7 separate regions of the Mus musculus genome follow, and all the other regions are linked to region 1. A link is a contact called in public HiChIP or PLAC-seq and promoter capture Hi-C data. All regions are on one chromosome and are shown on one strand. The core of a region is the stretch at or near the end of the contact, and the rest is flanking DNA. Distances in the headings are between cores, read along the strand shown. Region 1 holds the start of Rbm19 (RNA binding motif protein 19). Region 2 holds the start of Iqcd (IQ motif containing D). Region 3 holds the start of Sdsl (serine dehydratase-like). Region 4 holds the start of Ddx54 (DEAD box helicase 54). Region 5 holds the start of Lhx5 (LIM homeobox protein 5). Region 6 holds the start of Tbx3os1 (T-box 3, opposite strand 1). Region 7 holds the start of Slc8b1 (solute carrier family 8 (sodium/lithium/calcium exchanger), member B1).

Region 1 (2,700 bases), core at 76-2,575:
TCTGTTTTTTTAAAAAAGCATCCCCCAAAACAACAAACAAAATCCCAAATAGGGGAGATCATCTTGGGTCTCCCTTTTGGGGGGGATGCATATGATATCCCACATACCAGATATTTACGTTATATTCATAATGAGAAAATTACAGTTATGCAGTAGCAACAAAATAACTTCATGACTAGGGGGTCACAACAGGAGGAACTGTATTAAAGGGGGGCACAGCATTTGGAAGGTTGAGGACTGCTGTTCTGGGGGGCACATGGTCCCAACAACAACAAAACAAATTTAATTAATTTATTTATTTTTAGCCACATCATCTTGCTATGTAACCCAGGCTGGCCTTGAACTCGCCACCCTCTGCCTATGGAAAGCTGACAACAGGTGTATGCACCACCACACTTGGCTTTGAAGTCTAATCTTGCTCTGTGATGGTGAACCAGTAAGCATTCTCTAGTCTGTTCCCTGTTGTGACACACATCAAGGATACAAAGCAATTTGGGGGGCGTGGGCTGGAGAGATGGCTCAGCAGTTAAGAGCACTGACTGCTCTTCCAAAGGTCTTGACTTCAAATCCCAGCAACCACATGGTGGCTCACAACCATCTGTAATGGGATCTGACGCCCTCTTCTGGTGTGTCTGAAGACAGCTACAGTGTACTTACACATAATAAAAAAATAAATCTTTTAAAAACAAACAAAAAAACCAAAGCAATTTGGGGAGGAAGACCATTGATTTGGCTTATGGGTCTCCATCACAGTCCGCCATCCAGGGAAGTCGAGGCAAGAACCGACGCAGACTTACTTGCCCCGCCAACATCTGTACACAGCCCAGGGACACTTGCCGAGGCGTGACAGCACCCACAGGGGGCTGGAACCTCCCACACCCATCACTCCTCAGAGCACCACAGGCTGGTCCACAGGCATATGGACGCAATAACATCCAATGAAGTTCCCTCTCCGTAAGTGACTCCGGTCTGGGTCAAACTGACCCAAACTGCCCAGCACAACATGGAAGGATCCTCAGAATGCTCGGAAGCCACTTTGCGGCTTGCTGAGCCCTCAGGACAGGGTGCCGCCTCCTTGGATTCCGGACCTCCCCAGTCCTGTCCCTGACTTAGAACCCCTCCATCCTTCACCCTCCATTCCCGGACCTCTGCTTCCACTTCCGGGCCCCATCCCCGGCTCCCGCTCACCCCATTCGGGAGGTTCTTCACGATCAGACGCGACATGGCTCTCAGGTTCCCTTCGCTTTTCAGACTCACGACCCCGGCGACAGCGACTTCCCACAACTTTCACGCCGCCACACTGGGCGCCGCCATTTTTAGCGAGTCACGTGGCCCCCGCCGCGTTCCATCCGGAAGTGGGTGTGGCCTCACGGGAGACTCTCTCCGGGGAAAGTCCCACCCACAAGGCGGGGTTGGCGGGGACGGGGGAAAGGCCCGAGCGCTCGCGTTTTCTCCGCCAGGTCTTGGGGCCTCTAAATCCCCGCAAGGAAGGCAGGAGGCGCTGATGTCCAACCCCCTCGGGATGACAGGCTTCTGGGAAAGAGCAGAGAGCCTAGAAAAAAAAAATTGTTTTAAAGGTAAAGGCAAGCGGATCTCCGAGTTCCAGGATAGCTAGGGCTGCACAGAGAACCCCCGTTACAAAAATAAAATTATAAAGGTTTATTTATTGTGTAAAGGCGTTGAACTCAGAAACCCTCCCGCCTCTGCCTCCCAAGTGCTGAGATTAAAGGTGTGCGCCACCACTGCTCAAATAGATTTTCTTCTTCTAAAAGACATTTTGCTCCATCTCCCCATATCCTTTCTTGTTACTGTTGGCAGCTTTATTGAGATACAGTCCAGGTGCCACACAATTTGCCCACTTAAAGTGGACAACTCCAGTTGGCAAGATGGCTCGTCAGATAAAGGCACTTGTGGGCAAGCCTGACAGCCTGAGATTTCCCTCCCCCCAACCCCCCAACCTTGGTTCTTCGTAGTGGGAGGAGAGAACCAATCTTAGAACATTTTTTATTGAAAAAAAAAAATGCAGCTAGGCAGTGATGGCGCTCGCCTTTAATCCCAGCGCTCAGGAGACAGAGGCAGGCAGATCTCTGAGTTAAGGCCAGTCTGGTCTACAGAGCTAGTTCCAGGACAGCCAAGGCTAAACCATTTTTTTCAGATAATTTATATAGATATTTTTAAAGATTTATTTATTATTATATGTAAGTACACTGTAGCTGTCTTCAGACACACCAGAAGAGGGAGTCAGATCTTGTTACGGATGGTTGTGAGCCACCATGTGGTTGCTAGGATTTGAACTCTGGACCTTCGGAAGAGCAGTCGGGTGCTCATACCCACTGAGCCATCTCACCAGCCCCCAGATAATATATTTTGATCATGGCTTCCCCGTCCCACCAGCTCCTTCCTGCCTCCCCACCAACCCAGCCCCCAGTCCTTTTGTTCTCTTTAGAAAGAAAACAGGCAAACAAAACAAACAAAAATGAAGGAGAAGGAGAAGAAGAGAATGAAAGAGAGACCACAAGAAACACCCCACACAGTCAGAAACCATTATATACAAGCAAAAGACCAGTCACCAACTTCCCGCCTTCTAGGAACCTAGAATCTATCTGGCATCTCTATGGATGTGTTACTTTCTTGGCTGATTTTTCTCTTCACATATTGTTTTCAAGGTTAATCCATGTCTCTGCATGAATCATCCTTCAC
Region 2 (2,700 bases), core at 84-2,583, 470 kb before region 1:
AAAACAAGAACAAACAAACAAAAGACCTTCATCCTAGCTGCCTGGAAGTCAGTCTTCCGCTAGCAGCCTTCAGATGAAGATGTAGAATTCTCAGTTCGTCCTGCACCATGCCTGCCTGGATGCTGCCATGCTCCCACCTTGATGATAATGGACTGAACCTCTGAACCTGTGAGCCAGCCCCAAATAAATGTTGTCCTTACAAGAGTTGCCTTGGTCAAGGTGTAAAGCGAGCAGTCAAAACCTAACTAAGACACACACTAAGCACTCAATAAGCCCATGTTAAATATGTGAATTATTCGTTGTATGAGCCAAGAGAATGTCCTAGGAAATGCTTAGACAGAGGGAGTTAGGGTAGAATAAGTCGTGGCGGGGATCACTGCAATTAGCCTGGCAGTCACAGCACACACACGTTGTGAACATACCTTGTGCACTCACATACACGTAGGCACCCACAGATACATATAAAGTAAAAATAAATAAAGCTTTACGTTATTTTAAAAGAGCGTGTACGGCTTTTTGAAAGGACTAGAGTTTAGTCCCCTGCACCTATGACAGGTGGCTCACAACTGCCCACCCGTAATTAATTTTAGCTCCAGAGGATCCAAAACCCTTTGTCTGTATTCACATTCACATACCCCACCAACGCAGACATAGTGATAATAATATTAATAATGATAATAAAACTTTAACAATTAAAGGGGAAAAAACCTAATTAGACCAAGGGTGGTGGCACATGCTTTTAATCCCAGTACTCAAAGGCAAAGACTGGTGGATCTCTGTGAGTCTGAGGCTAGCCTGGTCTACAGAGTGAGTTCGAGACTACATAGTGAGACCTTGTTCCAAAATCAAAACAAACAACAAATCCTTATTTTAAGCATACACTGAAGGGGGTCACGCACCCAGCAAGCTGACCTCTGAACATAGTGCGGACAGTGGGCACCAAAACAAACCAACCCATCCAATTACTTGAACTAAGTTCACTCGATGTGAACTTCACAAATGGTATCAGTAAGAGATGAGGAGAGGGACTATGAAATGGCAGGTGGACCAGACAGGAAGCAAGACTATCAGAAGAGGATACTTGATGGTGCTTGCAGGAGGCCTAGAGGAGGACAGGATGGAGGTTGGGCAAGGGAGTGAGGACCTGGAGCTGGACGGGATGGCAAGTGGGGCGCGGACGCCTGGAGGGGAGAAATCACTGGACGGCGTGCCTACTAGGTGCACACAGCCTGCAGCCTGGGGCTTCCCCGCTGTCACTCACCAGCTCCTCAAGATGCAAGTTTCTTGGCCCACAGTTAAGCAACTCGGCGGCCCTTATGTTGCTAGGTTACGAGCCACTCTTAGAAGGCGGGACTTTGAGTTTGACTGACATTCTTTTTCACCATTTAACTTCGAATCGGGTTGCGTTGGCTCCGCCTCCTGAAAGATGGCCAATCAAAATCCCCGCCTCTCTGACGTTTCGCCAATGGAAAGACGCAGGATTCCTGTTGGTTGCGCGAGTGAGGCGGGGGTGGGGGTGGGGTGGGGAGGAAAGGGGTGTTGCTTCCTCGCCCCGCCCTCCCTTTGGGAGGAGGGCTGTGAGAACGCTGAGTGACGTGTAGTCTACCCTGTCAAATTTCATTGCGACCCCTCTGATGGCCAGTAGGCTGTGGCCTAGGGCCGTGGGCGGGGCTTTCGGGGCTGAGTGACAGGAGTCGGCGGATGCGAAGGCTGGCGCAGCTGCCGCTGTGGCAGCGGTGAGGCGGCGGTGGCGGCTGCTGAGGCTCCGCGCTGGGGATATTGGCGGCGGCAACTGCGGGCTGAGCTACGCTGTGCAGACCCAGTGCACAGTGCGGGATCCCGGGACGGCGCGTGTAAGGATCCGAGGGGTGCGCGATCTTGGCCCGAGGGCAAGGGTCAGGGGTCAGAAGGTGCAGAGAAGGGGCTGGGGCTGAGTGCTCCAGAAGCCCGAGGCGGGGCCCTGGGAGGTGGCCGGCATGCTCTCTCCTTGCGGATCCCCTTCTCTCTGCACCCCTTTTCTTTGGCCTGACTTCCTGGGGCGACCCGGATCGCGATGGGGATCGTGGGGAGCTAGAGCCCCCGAGCGACCCTTCCTCCCTGCTCACCTCCCTGCTGTGTCCTCTTGTGACCTGGCCGGGGACTCCTGCCTGGGTCAGTCTGCCTCAGGGGACAGATCGCAGGATGGCAGCTAGCTATCTGATTCCGGGACCTTCTTCCAGGGGTGACCTTACCCCAGGGGTGACTCGCTGGGTCTCCGCTAGAGAGAGAACCAAGGTCTGCCAAAGGGCTGGACCTTAGGAGCTCCGAGTCTGCTGTGTGACCTTGGACAGTTTACTTACCCTCTCTGGGCCCCGTTTCTTTCTCTTTGAAAAGTCATAGGCTCTTCAGGAGGCAAAGGCAGGAGAATGGCAACTTCAAAGCTTCAAAGCTCCATAGGGATATCCCTACCACCAAAGACAAAAAACAAGAAAGCGGTTGGTGGATTTCGCCTAAGTGGAGTGCAGTTTCTAGGAATAGTTGGTGGGGCTGCGCTGAAGTGGGCAGTGTCCCCTGCGTTCCATGACTACTTGTGGCTCTTTACTTGGGAGAGGCCACGCTAAGCTGCCTCATGTATCAAGTGGGCGCTAACCAACTGAGGGCAGAGCCGTTGAGTCGGAGCCAGGAGGTTGTTTCCTGTGGGTGGGGTCTACAGCTGTGTAC
Region 3 (2,700 bases), core at 183-2,682, 360 kb before region 1:
GAGTTCAACATCTGCATCTGAGGAACCCCGCCAGGTGACAGGAATGACACTCAGTCTTCTCTCCTCCTGGTGCTGGAGCCAGGACTTACCATCAAGGGTACAAAACATGCTTTGTTTTGTTGTTTGTTTGTTTGTCTTGATTTCCAATGTAGGATTTCCTCTGTGTAGCCTTGGCTGTCCTGAAACTTGCTGTGGAGACCAGGCTGGCCTGGAACTCACAGAGAGCCGCCTGCCTCTGCTTCCCGAGTGCTAGGATTAAAGCTGCGCACTACCAAGTCTGGTTTACAAAGCATGTTTTATTTAACTGCTCCCGAAACATACTCCCTTCCAGAGGTGTCACATGAGCATGTTGGCTCCCGATTGTCATCCTAGCACATGAGAGGATGAGGCAGGAGGATTGCAAGTTTGAGAGCAGACTGGGATGCAGAAAGAGACTGTGCCTCTAAAGAGAAAAAAAGTGGCCGGGTGTGGTGACAAACATCCATAAGCCCAGCACTTGGGAGGCACAGACAGGAGGGACAGGAGTTCAAGGTTATCCTCAGCTACCCAGTGGATTTAAAGCCAGCCTTGGATACAGGAGACTCTGTCTTTAAAAAAAAAAAAAGTCTTAAAAAAATGGCTGGCAGGATTGTTTAGTGGGTAAAGACACTTGCTGCCAAGCCTGGTGACTTGAGTTCCATATCAGGGACCCACACATTAGACAGAGAACCGGCTCGCACAAGATTGTCATCTGACTTCTGCAGGTGTGCCAGAGCACACATGAAACCCCCTGACAAATAAATACAAAATATATTATTATGATTATTACTGGGTTTTTCAGGACAGGATTTCTTTCTCTGTGTAGCCCTGACTGTTCTAGAACTCACTCTGTAGACCAGGCTGGCCTCAAACTCAGATCCGCCTGCCTCTGCCTCCCAAGTGCTGGGATTAAAGATGTTCACCACCATTGCCTGACTAAAAACCATTTTTTAAAACATTCTTTTAAAGGGAAAAGAAGCCAGGCGTGGTGGCACATGCCTTTAACCCAACACTCAGGAGGCAGAGGCAGGTGGATCTCTGTGGGTTAGAGGCCCCCTGGTCTACGGAGTGAGTTCCAGGAATGGCTGTTATGTCCAAATCTGTGGCACTGGCTGAGGACCAGGCAACTGTCAAGTTCTTTCCCCTGAGGTCACCTGCTGCAACCCTCACTGGATAGGTGGGGACCTCCCAGAACACTCCTGGGTTTTCCTGGTGGCACTGACTCCCTGACTCCCACCGTGCGTCATTCCCAGGGACAAACAGTCTTTGCTAATGTGTAAAATCAGCCAGCAAGCCAAGGTCAGGACCTGGCAATCGCCGGAGCCTCTCCCTGGGGTTATCACGATCTATGGTGACCCCACAATGGATGTGGGGAGCCGACCAGGTCAAATGCCCTGTGAGACACCGGGCCACGGCTCACTGGCAAGTGAAGACCTTGACAGAAAACCTCACACCCCAAGGGCACATGCAGAAGAGGCCTTCCTGATTCTGTCTCACGTGGCTTCGTTCTTAGGTAAGGTGGGTGCTTAATTTGAGGTGACAAAATTGTCGTTTTATTGTTGTTGTTTCTTTTCTCCTAGGGGTTACAGCAACATATAGAAGTCAGAGCAGCTGGGTGGTAACTTGGGAACCTTCTGTTCCTCCAGCCCAAGCTGCCCCTGAGGGGACCCCTTCTGCCCCTCCACTCCAGAGTTGTTTTCAACTCTGTCACAAACTCTTTCCATTTCTCCAAAGTCCAAGAGGTTTTGTTCTATGAGACAGGATCTCACCATGTAGCCCAGGCTGGCCTTGAATTTCCTTTGTAGCCAAGGATATCCTTATCTTGCTGCCACCTCCCAAGTGCCAGGATTACAGGCATGCAGCACTACACCCAGTGCTTAGCTGTAAGTGAGTTTTAAAGTCTCTTGGGAGGCACACCCGGATTAAATGTCCCTCAGAGCTTGGTCCCTGGTCTCTGAGATGGCTGACCCATCTAGTCACATTAACTTTTTTGCACCTGACTCCTTCCCTTGATCTGGGAATGAGTTGTGTTGGGGAAGTGTCTCTGCAAAGGTTTTAAACTCAAATGCACCCCAAGTTCAGTCAAGGGCTCTTGGGAGGGGGCTGAGTGGCAAGAGACTGAGAGGACGTGGTTACCCCAGGACAGTGGCCTTCCTGAGAGGATGGTATGGCCCAGGGTGGCTGATGGAAATAATGCCCTAAGGTGGGATTCTCTGGTTTCCAGGGGTCGAACTTCTTGGTTAGGGATGGGGAGTCTTTGAACTTGGCCAAGGAGCCATGCTGTGTTGTGTATGGGAAGACCTTGATCCCTGGTGGCTTAACCTGCCTGGATCTTGTTCTTACCTCATGCAAGGAAGGGAATGAGGTGAGGCTTGTGACCGAGGGTGGCTGGCAAGTGTCAGAGGCTCCACCCACCTCAGCAGAAAGGTCCCTTTGTCCTGGGAACAGGGTGAACATCTGGGCCACCCACCTCAGCAGAAAGGTCCCTTTGTCCTGGGGACAGGGTGCACATCTGGGCTGAGGGGGTGGGGTGAAGATTAATGAGCAACCCAGAGGTCTGGACACGGAGGCTGCTTGGTGGCCCGAGGTGTCAGGGACAGGAGTTGGCTGTCTACACCAGCCCCTCCTCTCCCTCATCACAGCCAGCAACTGTGTGACTTTGAGTAGTGGACTTGGACATGT
Region 4 (2,700 bases), core at 24-2,523, 500 kb before region 1:
ACCAGGCTGGCCTCGAACTCAGAAATCCACCTGCCTCTGCCTCCCGAGTGCTGGGATTAAAAGCGTGTGCCACCACTGCCCGGCTTGCTTTTTTTCATCTTTATTTATTTATTTTTGGTGGAGGGTAATGGTACAGTGTGAACTTGGCTGCTCTCCCGTTCATATTTACATCAGGTGTGCGACAAGCCCTTTAATAAGCATGTGTTTCCCGGGTTGGAGGAGCCTTTGGGTTTTTTTGTACAGCAAAATATTAAGAATTGGTGGTGGCGCTCTTACCAGCTCAGGGTGGCCTTGGACTCCTGATCCTCCTGCCGCCACCACTCCTACCCTGGGAGCTAAGATTACAGGTGTGTGCCACAATACCTGCTTTTACCTGGTGATGGCCTTCAAACCCAGGGCTCTGCACACGCCAGGCAAGCGCTCTATCAACAAAGCTACATTCAGAGCCCACAGGCTGGGTTTTGACTTGTAAAGTTTATTACGTCTTACTACAGCCAGCCTGTGCCGGACTGGGCCTCAGCAAAACCCTTGGTCTGAACCACGGGAGCAGCCTTCTTGTATTTGCCAATGAACACCAGCGTTCTCATTGCCTCTAGCTGTCTCTGCACATTTACTGACCACTTAACGAGTGCAGCTCATTGACTGAGCTGGGAAGGAGAAATGGAGAACCAGATATACCCGCTATGCACAAGACGATGGGCGTCATGAACGATAGGCTTTTGTGCCCCACTTGGTGATCACACCTATCCCCCAAGATGAATACAACTGGAACCGGACCATCCCCAGTTCCAATCCTGCTGTCCTCCCTGACATTGCTGGTGAGCCTGGCATAGCTAGAGCACGACATAAGTCCGTAAATACTAGTTTAGTTTAAAACCGGCTTCTCAGAAGAGTGGTCCGGCCTTCCCTTTAATTTTCTCATCTAAGACCGCCCCAAACTCAGGCGGACCTTCCGCACTTGCACTTTCTATTGGCTGCGTAAACTCGAGCCCGTCCCCCACGCGAAGGGACCCAATGAGGGACCGCGATTAGTGAGACGGACAAGCGGAAGGGCGCAGGCCGAGAGCCCGAACAGGGAGCCCCCTCGCGCTCTTACCTTCCTCGCCCGGGCGTCATCCTCCGCCTGGATCTCGAACTCGCCGTCATCCGAGTCGCTGTCGCGGCCTTGGGAAGCCCCAGTTCGGCGTTTCCGCAGCCTCTTCTTCTTCCACGGCGCCATGGTGGGACGCGACGGCGGGCCAGGTCCCACACGTCTGCCAGCAGCCATGCGGGCCGGGCTCTTAGACCCGGAAGAGGGCGGGGCCTAAGGGACGCGTCGACTGCGCGGGGGCGGAGCCTGTGAGACGCAAGAGCGGCGTCGAGAATCCAGGTTTCACCCGTAGGGCGGGGCCGGGCCTGAGGAAACCAACCAACTTCGCAGGGGCGGAGCGTCAACATGGCTTTATCAATGGGCGAAGCCAGAAGGAGGAACCAACAGAACGGGGGCGGGGCCTAAGTGGTGTACCAGCCGGGCAGAGGCGAGGCCTGAGGGACATACCAACTGGTGGGGGCGGAATGTGTCAACTGAACCGTGATAGATGCTTAAGGGACCTACTAACTGCGCGAATGCCAAGCTGTGAGAGATGTGGTAACTGTAAAGAGAGCAGGACCTGAGGGACATAACAACTGAACGTGTGGACAAACTCGAGGAATGTACCAACCACGCAAGGTTGACCCTACCAAGGGGCGGGGCCTAATGGATGTACAGATGAGGCTGGGGGTGTGGCCTGTGGAACGTACCATCAGCGCGAGGGCGGGGTATAGGGACGTACCAGTGCGCAGGGGTGGGGCGTCGCACCGGTTGCCCAGCAAGGGATGCGGGTGGGCGCGTGTCGCTGTGGCGCCCTTGCTGATTCTGTGCTATGAGGCTTTAAATGTGGCGGAGACAGAGCTTTCTGGCCGGAGGCTCCAGGAGAAAAAGCACCAGGCATGGAGATCCCGTGACGCCTGCGCTTTCAGCTCTGTAAGCTGGCCGGTGCGTTGCTACTCTGCTGTTGGGAGCCTGAGCTGGACTCGGGGAAAATGCATTTCGTATGAGACTGGTTGGCGAGGACTGGAACGCACCACGTTTGCAAAGCGCTTTGCACAAGGTAGGAATGGGGGGCGACAGTAGCTTGGGAGCCCCTTTCCCTCTTCCACCCTAATTAGTTTGTCTGGTTGGTGCCATTCCCCTGCACGCCCGCAGTCGTACTATATTTGTTGAGCATACACTGTAGGGTGTAATTGTGTATTTACTTATTCATTAAATATTTGCTGACGGCATTTTCTCCCGTCTTCACAACTAAAAAGACAGTGCCTGCTTTAGCCTGACCCATGCACCTCAGACGCCAGGCGATCGTGCAGTTCTCCGTGGGAAGTAGAAGCGGGAGGATCCGGAGTTAAAGGTCATTCTTGGCTATATAATAAAGTTTAATATAGTGAGTTTCAGGCCACCTTGGACTACTGAAATTGGGTGTCGGGGACGGGCAAGAAAGTGAAGCACTTCCAAGGTGTCCACTGAACAACAGTAGTCCTTTGAGAAAAACCAGTCGCTTTCCCTCAGCAAGAAAAAGCCCTTTTTGCCCTTGGGCTTGTTATTCCAAGCTGCTGCTCTTACTTGGAAAAGCTGATTGCTCATTCCGACCCCTATTACAGGGAGCCCTGGAGGCTGAGTCTGTCAGG
Region 5 (2,700 bases), core at 86-2,585, 320 kb before region 1:
CGCAGCTACCAAAAAAAAAAAAAAAAAAAAAAAAAAAAAAAAAAAAAAAAAAAAAAAAAAACCCACGCGTTTCTAGGCTGCCCCATAGCATTTCTCATTTTGGGAAACTGAGGCCCACAGAGACACTGGGTCCTGGCCTGCCTTGAGGGGCTGTATGGACTTGGGAAGGGAGATCTCAGAACAGATCGGCTGATTTTCACCTTCTACTTCTTCAGTGCCTCTCCAACTAGGAAGAAAATTAATCGGGTGAGGGTGGTGGGGGGCCAGGGGAAGGTTCTCATCGCCCATCTCCAGGAGATCCCTTCTTAGCTAGGGTCCTTTGGAAGTGAGAAGTTCCTGTTTGTCCTCAGATTACCCTCTGGGTTTAGGATTTACTGTGTGGAACAAGAAGCTCCTAGCTGCTCTGAACTCCCGACACATCTTTGGGATCTGGACAGGGGAGTCTTGAGGCTTCTGTCCTGGGGACTCAGGTGTCGGGGGAAGGGGCCCAGAGCAAGTTGCCGAGCTTCCGGGCCTCTGCCATCTGACCGATCTCTGCTGCTGCCTGGCAGACCCAAGGTGAAGCAGCCAAACAGCCTCCTCCTTTCCCTCGACTCAACCTCAGCATCCCACAAGCAGAGGACAGGGCTTGAGGAGGGCAGACTGCCTATCTGCCCACCCCCACCTCCCAAGCTGGGGTGGGTCTCTTGGTCCCTTAATTCCCAAGGAGCCAGAGTAGAGCTCGGGCCAGCCAGTGGTAGGCAGCAGGGCGCGGCGGGGCCTCTTACCTGAAAAAGTCGTTTTTACAGTATAGCTTGCCTTCCCGTGAGAAGCACTTCTCCGAGAGGTTGGTTTTGCACTCGCAGCATTGAACACATTTGATATGCCACGCGCGGTCTAGTACGTTCAGCAGAAAGCGGTCGAGGATGGGCCGCTCACAGCCAGCACAGTGCACCATCATAGCCGCGCGCCCCGGCGGCTCGGGCCGCCTCGTCCTCCTTGGGGCCCCTGGGCCCTTAGGCCCTCTCGGTCCCCGCTGCTGTGGCTCTCAGCCTTCCTAGTCTGTAGGCGAGTCTGTAGGGGCGAGTCCGTTACGGATCAACCAAGACTTCTCGGGGTCAAGTCCTCCGACGCTCTCCGGCCTGGCGCTGCACTGCCCAGAGTGGCGTGGAGGGCGGCAGCGGTCACAGCCTCATGTCACGGGTCGCGACCGGGCGCTCGCTCCAGCTTCGAGCAGGTGTCCTCGGCGGCTGCTGGCTTCGGCACTGGCGAGCGGCTTTCCCGGTTGGCGGAGGCGCCGGCACTTTCCCCCACTTTCAAGCGGTCCCGATCCTCATCTTTGTCTGGCCGCCGCCTAATTCGCGCATCCTTATTCAGATTTGGTGACGTGGTGCGGCACGTAGGGGGCCGGGCGGCCAATGGGCGCGCCGTGGCCATAGCAACCTCTTAAATTTATAGCATATCTAAATTGGCTACAGCGTTGCGGTCAGGGCAGAGCAAAAAAAACAAGACATCAGTATTGCCGAGTATTTGCTAGTACCTGTTCCCAAGCTAAGTAAGTATTTACCTTCTAGTTTGGGTCTGGAGGGGTGGGGGCGCGATGCGAAAACCAGGGTTCTTTTTCTCTCCCATCACAAATAATTTTGGGGGGCAGGGTTCCAAGGCCTAGCCAGGGAGAAACCTCCCACCAGGTTCGCCACCCTCGCAACCTGTAGAAGTTGCCCAGGCAGGGAGTGCGCTGTGGTCCCCCTGCTTCCGAACCCGCCCAGCTCCCTCTTGCTTTAGACTGCGGCTCGCTCGGGCTCTGAGCGTAGGAGCTGGGAGACCCGGCACTTCTCCCTACGGTGGCTTCTTTTGTCACTCACGGGGCTAGGGCCCAGCAGGGCTTTTCTCACCAAGAGACTGAGGGCGGGAAGCTTGGGTACTTCTGTGCCTCCCTCCCCCACCCCTATCCAGGTTGACTCAGGGATGTCACCTCGCCTGGTCTTGGGAATCCCGAAGGTCGTTTCTAAGTGCCTAGCTCACTCGGCACTGGGGGAGGTGTGGCGAAAGGGGTGGTCTACCTCGGATGGGTGTTCCGGCAGGTTGAGAGGAGGCTGAAGCTCACTACATCTGTCTTGGCCACATCGTCCATATTCCAGGTCAGGCTGGCGGGAACCGTGGTGAGTGGGTCGCTCGATAGAGCGAGGGAAGCTGGCCACAGCCGGGCGTCATAGGCACTCCCGGGCCCCCCGAGATGCTCTAAGTCTGGCCCTCTCCTAGAGCCAAAGGCAGCTTCGCAGGTGTGTGGGTACCAGCAGGTGTACTCTGAGGAGGGGCGCGTGGGCCTGGAGGGGAGAAAAGGGATCAGGCCTTGTTTCTGCGAGGCCAACCAGGCCACCGCTTGCTTTGGACGAGGTAGGGCTGGGAGAGTGTTTTGGGATATTTCCTTGCTGCTGGGAAGAACGCTGATGGTGCGGGGCTGGGGCCTAAGGGTTGGAGCCATAGAGGAATTGTGCCAAGACTTGGCTGTGGGTGTTTGTTTGGGCGTATTTACTGAGTTTGTTAGCAAATATCCACTGCTTGAAAACTCTCTATTTATAGTGTGTTCGCGATCAAACCCTGGGACGTGGAGGGATTTTTTTTTATTTTTGTTTCTTTTTCTTTTTTCTTTCTTTTTTTGGCATGTAAAATTTCTCGTTTATAATTTCCTGTTAACATGTGCATTACCTTTCTTTCTTT
Region 6 (2,700 bases), core at 28-2,527, 450 kb after region 1:
GGGAAATAAAATCCAACAGAAAGAACTAAACGTAAAGAATATTTCAGAATGGCTTCACAAACGGGCTTCCTGCAACAAGGTGATTTTCTCGAATGCTGCAGAAGCCGAGTGCGCGGTCTCCTTCAATGGAAAACACCCTGTATTTTGTAAGGAACCCCGGATACGAGTCCCTAGGAACCATACTGAGGGCCCGGGTAGGCTGAAACTTCCTGACCCTTAAGGCAGGGCCCTGGAGTCTCCGCATATTTGGGGGGACAGGAAGTTTTCGTTTCAAACGTCAACAGTCAGCCAGAATCTACTGTTTTAAGAGTCAGACAAAAGAGATGTGAAATTTTTCAGATGGTTTGGGGGGAGGGGTCCCCCACTGATTACTTACTTACCTTCCTGACTTCGTGATGACCATCTCTGTACCCCGCTTGTGAAACTGGTCCCAAAGTTCCTTGGCCTCCAGGTGCACCTTAGGGTCATCTTCTACGTCTTCTTCGGGTTCCATGGTCTTCAGAGGCCTCAGATGTGCCTGGGGTCCCAGGGATGAGAAAGGGATGCCGGTCTCAGCAGCCCCCACTAACTGATCCATGATGGGCTTGGCCAGAGCTCCGGGGAGCGAGAGCGCCGCGGCGCCGTTGGGAGGCAGCGTTAGCGCGGGGAAGAAAGGCGGCTGGTGGCCCAGTACCGCGCTCATGGCGAAGTCCGGCGCCCGGTGAGGTAGGAAGGGATGATAGGCCATGCTTGTCCCAGGGATAACCGGATCTCTCATGGAGAGGCTCATCCACTCCAGACAGGGAACCAGTCCGCAGCTGCTGGCTTGGCTCCGCTTTTGTTGTTGCTTTTCAAAAATAATAATTAAAAAATTCAACAGCGACGCATAGTTTTGTTTAAAATAAAAAAGAGGGCAAATTACAAATAAAGCGTTTGAAAGGGAGGGGGAAAGTGTCTTTGGGGGGAAGAGAACGCCGCTTTTAAAGAGGACAAAGCGGCAGCAGATCTGGAGACATAGCCGCTGCAGGGGCTGTCCTGGTGCGTGGAGTGTGTTGGAAAAGCCGCTCCTGGAAGTCGGTTTCAGTAGGGCAAGCAGCAAGCAGGGGCTCGACTGGCGCCCAAGCCCTGTGGCTTAGCTGGAAATAGACACTGCAGCCCTTTCCCGGGGTGGCTCCCCGGCTCCCACGCTCTTTGTTGCCAAAGCGCAAGGTTCTCGGAGACTTTTTTTTTTAACCTTTTTTTCGACTCCTTCCCCCGCCCCCTAGCTCTTCTCTGGCTTTCTCGCAGGAGGCGTCTTAGTTGAGCTAGACTCTGGCTTTCACAGGCAGCGAGATCAAGGGGGGGAGGAAAAGTCTCTCCTTTAAAAAAAAAAAAAAAAAAAAAGCGATTTAAGCCCCTTTCCAGCGGCGCTTTCAAAACTAGAACTGCGAAGCTGGCTTCGGTTCGCGATCCTCCTCTCTGGCTCCGGGCTGCGCGCAGAGTCTGGGTGGCGAGCGAATGGTGCCTGCGATCTTCTGCCTCGGGGAGCCGGCTGTCTTCCTTGTGCTAAAAAAACGTGAGCGAAATCGCTTTCCTAAAAATAATAAATTAAAAAAAAATCAGCGTCCGGGCACGCAGGGCGAGGGAGGATCAAGAAGACGGGTGCAAAAAAAAAAAAATAGGAAAGAAGGAAGAGAACGGAGTGATTGGGAGCTGGAGTAGGCAAGTAGAGGGAGGGAGAGAAAGAGAGAAAGAGAGCGAGCGAGCACCTCGCCACCCTCCTCCGCCTCTAGAATTCCCCGGGCGTCTGCTCGGCGGCTCTGGACGGTCCGGCAGCGCTGTGGGCTGCGGGAGCCCGAGGCTTGTTGATTGGCTCTTTGACGCTTTCGGACCAATTGTGTGGCTGCATAGGCGTGGTTTTCACAGGTCGAGTGCTGGGGGAATAGAGCCGAGTTATAAAAAGAAGGTGTCGGAAACTGGAACGTCGCTGCGCCGCGCGGTACTACGGCCTGTCCTGCGTTTATGTCAACATGATCAGAGGGGAGGGCGGGGAGCCACCAGGGCGCCGCGCGCTCACCAAAGTCGCCTCTAGGTGGCTGATCCAGAAGAGAGTTCGCAGCAGCCTGAGAGCTCGCCGCGGCTCCTCAGCTCAGCCTACGTCTGAAAGGCCTCAGCCATCCAAGCCGGGGGATCCGGGGAGGAGGCTGGGCCAGGGAGGAAGGGGGAGGGAGCGAGGGCGGGAGCCAGGCAGCTTGCCCGGCTTCCGAGGCGCCGGGCAGGGGCGCTCGCCTCTCGCGCGCTCCGAGCGCTACAGTTCAAGCCCGCGGCCGCTTCTCTTGTGCGGATCTGCAGCTTCTTCCCTTTCCCGGGCCCCGGGCTAGCCGAGCTGGCCGCCGAACCTCTCTTTCGGCCAATAAGCCTTAACAAAAGCTCCAGGCTCGCGTAGCTCTGAAGGGAGCCCCACATGGAACCGCCCAGCCACCTCTGAGTCAGATCCTCTAGCTCCTGCGCCCGGGTGCTTCGGATTCCCGAGCCACTAGCGCAGGGGATCCCACCAATCTTTCTGCCCGCTGCCTGCTCCCCACCCGCAGCCACGTGCAGAGACCCAAATGCCCCTTGGGATTCTGGGCCCGAACGCGCGCCGACATACTGAGACCGAGCCCCCACGCGGAAAAATAAACCACGCAAATGCATTCAAGGCCTGCGCGCCTGGCCCAGTCTACGCTCGGCTCGCTCCTTTTT
Region 7 (2,700 bases), core at 76-2,575, 390 kb before region 1:
GGAACTCACTCCGTAGAGCAGACTGGCCTTGAACTCAGAAATCCGCCTGCCTCTGCTTCCCGAGTGCTGGGATTAAAGGCGTGTGCCACCACTGGCAGGGTCTCCTCTATCTGCTAGGCTGACCTTGAGCACATATTTCTTTTGCCTCAGCCTCTTGGGTGGCTGAGATGTCAGATGTGCACCAGCCCCTGGGTCCCAGCCTTAAAAGCACACATCTGAGGTGGACTTGGTTGTGATCAAAGACGGTATATCACACCTCACAACCTGCTGTGGTATCCTTCCATGGGGAAACTGAGGCACTGGGAAGCAACCTCACTCTCGGTTTTCACTGTCAGCTCAAGTGCCACACCACATTGCCCTCTCTGAGTGTTCACCAGGCTGTCCCCAGAGTCATGTGGCAAGGGAGAAAACCAGAAAGCCAACCGTCCTTGGATGGAGAAATCGAGGCCAGGAGGGAAGTGAGTTGCTCAAAGGCGCCTAAACTGGGACCAGCCGAATCGGCGGGTGGGGCTGCAATATGAATAACCCACTTCCTCCAGCCAGGGGGAAAGAGCTTTATTTTTCTGTCCAAGCAGAAAACTGGCTCCGAGTCTTAGGCAGGCTGCCCCAAGTGTTTTGTGCATTTTATTTTCTGCAAGCAGGGAGCCAAAGGCCATCTGAGCTTTATTTGAGGGGGTGTGATTCTTTACACAAGCATTTCTAAATCGCCACCCCCGGGGGGGGGGGGGAAGAGGGCAAAGGACAAGATAGGACCCCAGAGGAAGAAGGGAATACAGCCACTTCCTCACCTGTTGACAGAAAACGAGTCTCTCCCCTCCGCTTTCTAGCTACTCCACTTGGCACGGGCGTGGAGTGGAAAAACACAGAACCCTTCAGTTCCCTCTCTGCATTTTCTGGGTGGGCAGCCTGAGGGGAGGGGGGGCTGGGCTTATGGCCTCTGGGTCCGCATCTGTGAAATGGACTCTAGCGCTGACCCAAGGGACAGCCAGACACCGCGTCCTCAAGTCACCTCCACTCCAGTTTCTTCTACTCATTTCCAAATAAGCTCGCATGAAGCGCCTCCGGCAATGCGGACACCTGTGTGCTGCGGCGTTGGTGAAGTGGGCAGACTTGACGGCGAGGGATGGGGTTGGGAATCGGGAAGCACTTTCTGATTTTGGGGTCCCAGCTGAAAGCGGATTTGAGAAGCTGAAGTTGGAGCGACGAGTGCACAGGCTGCGAAGCTCCTCTTACCTCGGGCGGGGCCTGGATCCGCGACCTCGGAGTCTTCCTCTAGCCGGATGGCCAGCGCCACAACCTTCCGCCCCTAGAGTCCTGGCCCGGAGCAGCCTGGCCACGCCCCCACAACCTCCACTCCGCCTACTTGCCAGTCGGGCCACGCCCGAGCCTCTCTGTCCCCGCCCAAGACACGCCCTTTAAGGCTCGCCCCGCCCCAGCTCTTAAAGACACAGCCTCCCAGCCGAGGGTGGGGGTTGTGAGCTGTTCCCTGTTGTCTTCCCCATTCTCCACCTGCTTTCTGTCCCCAGCCTGTCACTTCTGCTTTCAGGTAGATGCTATATTGAAAGCACGTGGGTTATAGACTTCAGGAGGCCCGAGAGAAGTCTAAGGGGAGCGGGGGGGGGGGGGGGAGTTGGGGGAAGCTTAGAGTTTCTGTTACTGAGGGTGGTATGGAAGGGTGAGAGCTATAGTAAAGTAAGGGGAAACGTGGCATGGTGGTGGTGTATGCCCATAGTTCTGGCCTTTCAGAGGCAGAGGCAGGAGGATTGTGATATTAAGGCCAGTCTGAGCATCCCAGCAAGACATTTTCTCAGTATGACGGTAATAAAGGTGATGGTGATAATGATGGTGGTGGTGATGATTTAAACGGTCTCCTGCTGCCTGCAAGCAGTCTGGTTGTAGAGCCTGAAATGCCTGGATCTGACATTTGTCAGCATTCCCCTCTCCAGCACACACTAAGCCACCGAGCTGCACCCCAACCTAGAAGACTACAGCAAACATCAAGATGGGCAGTGGTATAGCCCTGCAACCTCAGCTTTTCTCAGGAGGCTGGGGGGATTAAAAACAAATTCAAAAAGCCTGACCAGGTTCCAGTTCAAGGGCAGCATCTGCATTTAGTAAGGCCGTTTCCCAGAATGCAAAGTGAAAAGGGGGGCTTAGGTGCGGTGGGAAATTCAGTGGCAGGGTGCTTGCTGAGTGTTCTCAGAGCCTTAGGATTAGTCCCCAGACCATGATTAATTAAAGAGCACGCCCAGCGGGGCTGCTGAGATGGCACAGTGGGTAATGATGTGGGCACTGATGCTAAGCCCCACGACCTGAGCTTGATCCCTAGAACCCAACAGTGACGAAGATCTTACTCCTGGAGGTTGTCCTCTGGTTTCCACATGTGTACCATGGTATGTGCACACACAGACACAGACACACACACACACACGCACACACACACACATGCATGTACACACAGACACACACATGCACACACACACATGTGTGCACACAGACACACGCACATATGCACGCCTGCACACACGTTCATGAACACACACGTGCTCGCATGTACGTGTACACACACACACAGTGTAAAGTATTAAACTGTGTTAAACTGTATCAGTAGTACTTCATCTGTCATGGTAAGAGTTGAACAGGTGGGAGGAAGAGGAAACTTCAGTCAGGATGTAAAGTAAAGAAAATGAAATCAAAATA

What was found. Promoter capture Hi-C pulls out the DNA fragments that hold promoters and counts their contacts. HiChIP or PLAC-seq counts read pairs in DNA pulled down with a chosen protein or histone mark. Capture Hi-C pulls out chosen DNA fragments and counts their contacts.
Region 2: an H3K27ac HiChIP or PLAC-seq map of embryonic stem cells shows a contact between it and region 1, with 6 read pairs. The contact joins the promoter of Iqcd here to the promoter of Rbm19 in region 1. A contact is called at or near these places in 6 of 39 promoter capture datasets (the 3T3-L1 cell line, the HPC-7 cell line, HPC-7-derived erythroid cells and 3 more), 1 of 484 Hi-C or Micro-C datasets (the HPC-7 cell line), 7 of 115 datasets of contacts at active chromatin or transcription factors (embryonic basal ganglia, embryonic forebrain, embryonic hindbrain and 4 more) and 1 of 9 other capture datasets (adipose tissue).
Region 3: a contact with region 1 is called in a promoter capture Hi-C map of neural stem cells. The contact joins the promoter of Sdsl here to the promoter of Rbm19 in region 1. A contact is called at or near these places in 3 of 39 promoter capture datasets (embryonic stem cells and neural stem cells), 1 of 15 datasets of contacts at CTCF or cohesin (embryonic stem cells), 2 of 484 Hi-C or Micro-C datasets (the Ba/F3 cell line and the G1E-ER4 cell line), 12 of 115 datasets of contacts at active chromatin or transcription factors (the NIH/3T3 cell line, T-cell acute lymphoblastic leukemia, embryonic basal ganglia and 6 more) and 2 of 9 other capture datasets (embryonic stem cells and pancreatic islet).
Region 4: a contact with region 1 is called in an H3K4me3 HiChIP or PLAC-seq map of forebrain, with 5 times the contacts expected there. The contact joins the promoter of Ddx54 here to the promoter of Rbm19 in region 1. A contact is called at or near these places in 6 of 39 promoter capture datasets (the 3T3-L1 cell line, cranial neural crest, hippocampal neurons and 3 more), 13 of 484 Hi-C or Micro-C datasets (B cells, the Ba/F3 cell line, the G1E-ER4 cell line and 6 more), 9 of 115 datasets of contacts at active chromatin or transcription factors (astrocytes, embryonic basal ganglia, embryonic forebrain and 6 more) and 3 of 9 other capture datasets (adipose tissue, embryonic stem cells and pancreatic islet).
Region 5: a contact with region 1 is called in an H3K4me3 HiChIP or PLAC-seq map of neural tube, with 5 times the contacts expected there. The contact joins the promoter of Lhx5 here to the promoter of Rbm19 in region 1. A contact is called at or near these places in 6 of 39 promoter capture datasets (the SN4741 cell line, cranial neural crest, epiblast stem cells and 3 more), 1 of 15 datasets of contacts at CTCF or cohesin (embryonic stem cells), 1 of 484 Hi-C or Micro-C datasets (embryonic fibroblasts), 12 of 115 datasets of contacts at active chromatin or transcription factors (craniofacial prominence, embryonic basal ganglia, embryonic forebrain and 6 more) and 2 of 9 other capture datasets (embryonic stem cells and pancreatic islet).
Region 6: a promoter capture Hi-C map of adipose tissue shows a contact between it and region 1. The contact joins the promoter of Tbx3os1 here to the promoter of Rbm19 in region 1. A contact is called at or near these places in 1 of 39 promoter capture datasets (trophoblast stem cells), 2 of 115 datasets of contacts at active chromatin or transcription factors (embryonic forebrain and forebrain) and 1 of 9 other capture datasets (adipose tissue).
Region 7: a contact with region 1 is called in an H3K4me3 HiChIP or PLAC-seq map of embryonic basal ganglia, with 3 times the contacts expected there. The contact joins the promoter of Slc8b1 here to the promoter of Rbm19 in region 1. A contact is called at or near these places in 2 of 39 promoter capture datasets (hippocampal neurons and second pharyngeal arch cranial neural crest), 2 of 484 Hi-C or Micro-C datasets (memory CD8 T cells and uterus) and 3 of 115 datasets of contacts at active chromatin or transcription factors (embryonic basal ganglia, embryonic forebrain and embryonic stem cells).

The regions. Positions count from the first base shown.
Region 1 is chr5:120,115,138-120,117,837 of GRCm38.p6, reverse strand. Rbm19 (RNA binding motif protein 19) reads right to left here and starts at 1,325. Exons shown (of 24, transcript NM_028762.1): 1 at 1,189-1,325. The coding sequence starts at 1,224.
Region 2 is chr5:120,587,656-120,590,355 of GRCm38.p6, reverse strand. Iqcd (IQ motif containing D) reads right to left here and starts at 1,333. Exons shown (of 5, transcript NM_029408.2): 1 at 1,262-1,333. It overlaps Tpcn1 (two pore channel 1), which reads left to right and starts at 1,743. Exons shown (of 28, transcript NM_145853.2): 1 at 1,743-1,853.
Region 3 is chr5:120,471,557-120,474,256 of GRCm38.p6, reverse strand. It overlaps Sdsl (serine dehydratase-like), which reads left to right and starts at 1,432. Exons shown (of 9, transcript NM_001384254.1): 1 at 1,432-1,531.
Region 4 is chr5:120,611,703-120,614,402 of GRCm38.p6, reverse strand. It overlaps Ddx54 (DEAD box helicase 54), which reads right to left and starts at 1,273. Exons shown (of 20, transcript NM_028041.2): 1 at 1,097-1,273. The coding sequence starts at 1,267. Rita1 (RBPJ interacting and tubulin associated 1) reads left to right here and starts at 1,814. Exons shown (of 3, transcript NM_029096.3): 1 at 1,814-2,129; 2 at 2,674-2,700.
Region 5 is chr5:120,430,521-120,433,220 of GRCm38.p6, reverse strand. It overlaps Lhx5 (LIM homeobox protein 5), which reads right to left and starts at 1,335. Exons shown (of 5, transcript NM_008499.5): 1 at 768-1,335. The coding sequence starts at 940. It overlaps Gm27199 (predicted gene 27199), which reads left to right and starts at 1,454. Exons shown (of 2, transcript NR_166585.1): 1 at 1,454-1,534. Gm31976 (a long non-coding RNA gene) reads left to right here and starts at 1,541. Exons shown (of 2, transcript XR_878743.1): 1 at 1,541-2,141.
Region 6 is chr5:119,670,085-119,672,784 of GRCm38.p6, reverse strand. Tbx3os1 (T-box 3, opposite strand 1) reads left to right here and starts at 1,277. Exons shown (of 4, transcript NR_166476.1): 1 at 1,277-1,534. It overlaps Tbx3 (T-box 3), which reads right to left and starts at 1,552. Exons shown (of 8, transcript NM_011535.3): 1 at 381-1,552. The coding sequence starts at 769.
Region 7 is chr5:120,509,817-120,512,516 of GRCm38.p6, reverse strand. It overlaps Slc8b1 (solute carrier family 8 (sodium/lithium/calcium exchanger), member B1), which reads right to left and starts at 1,325. Exons shown (of 16, transcript NM_133221.2): 1 at 1,234-1,325.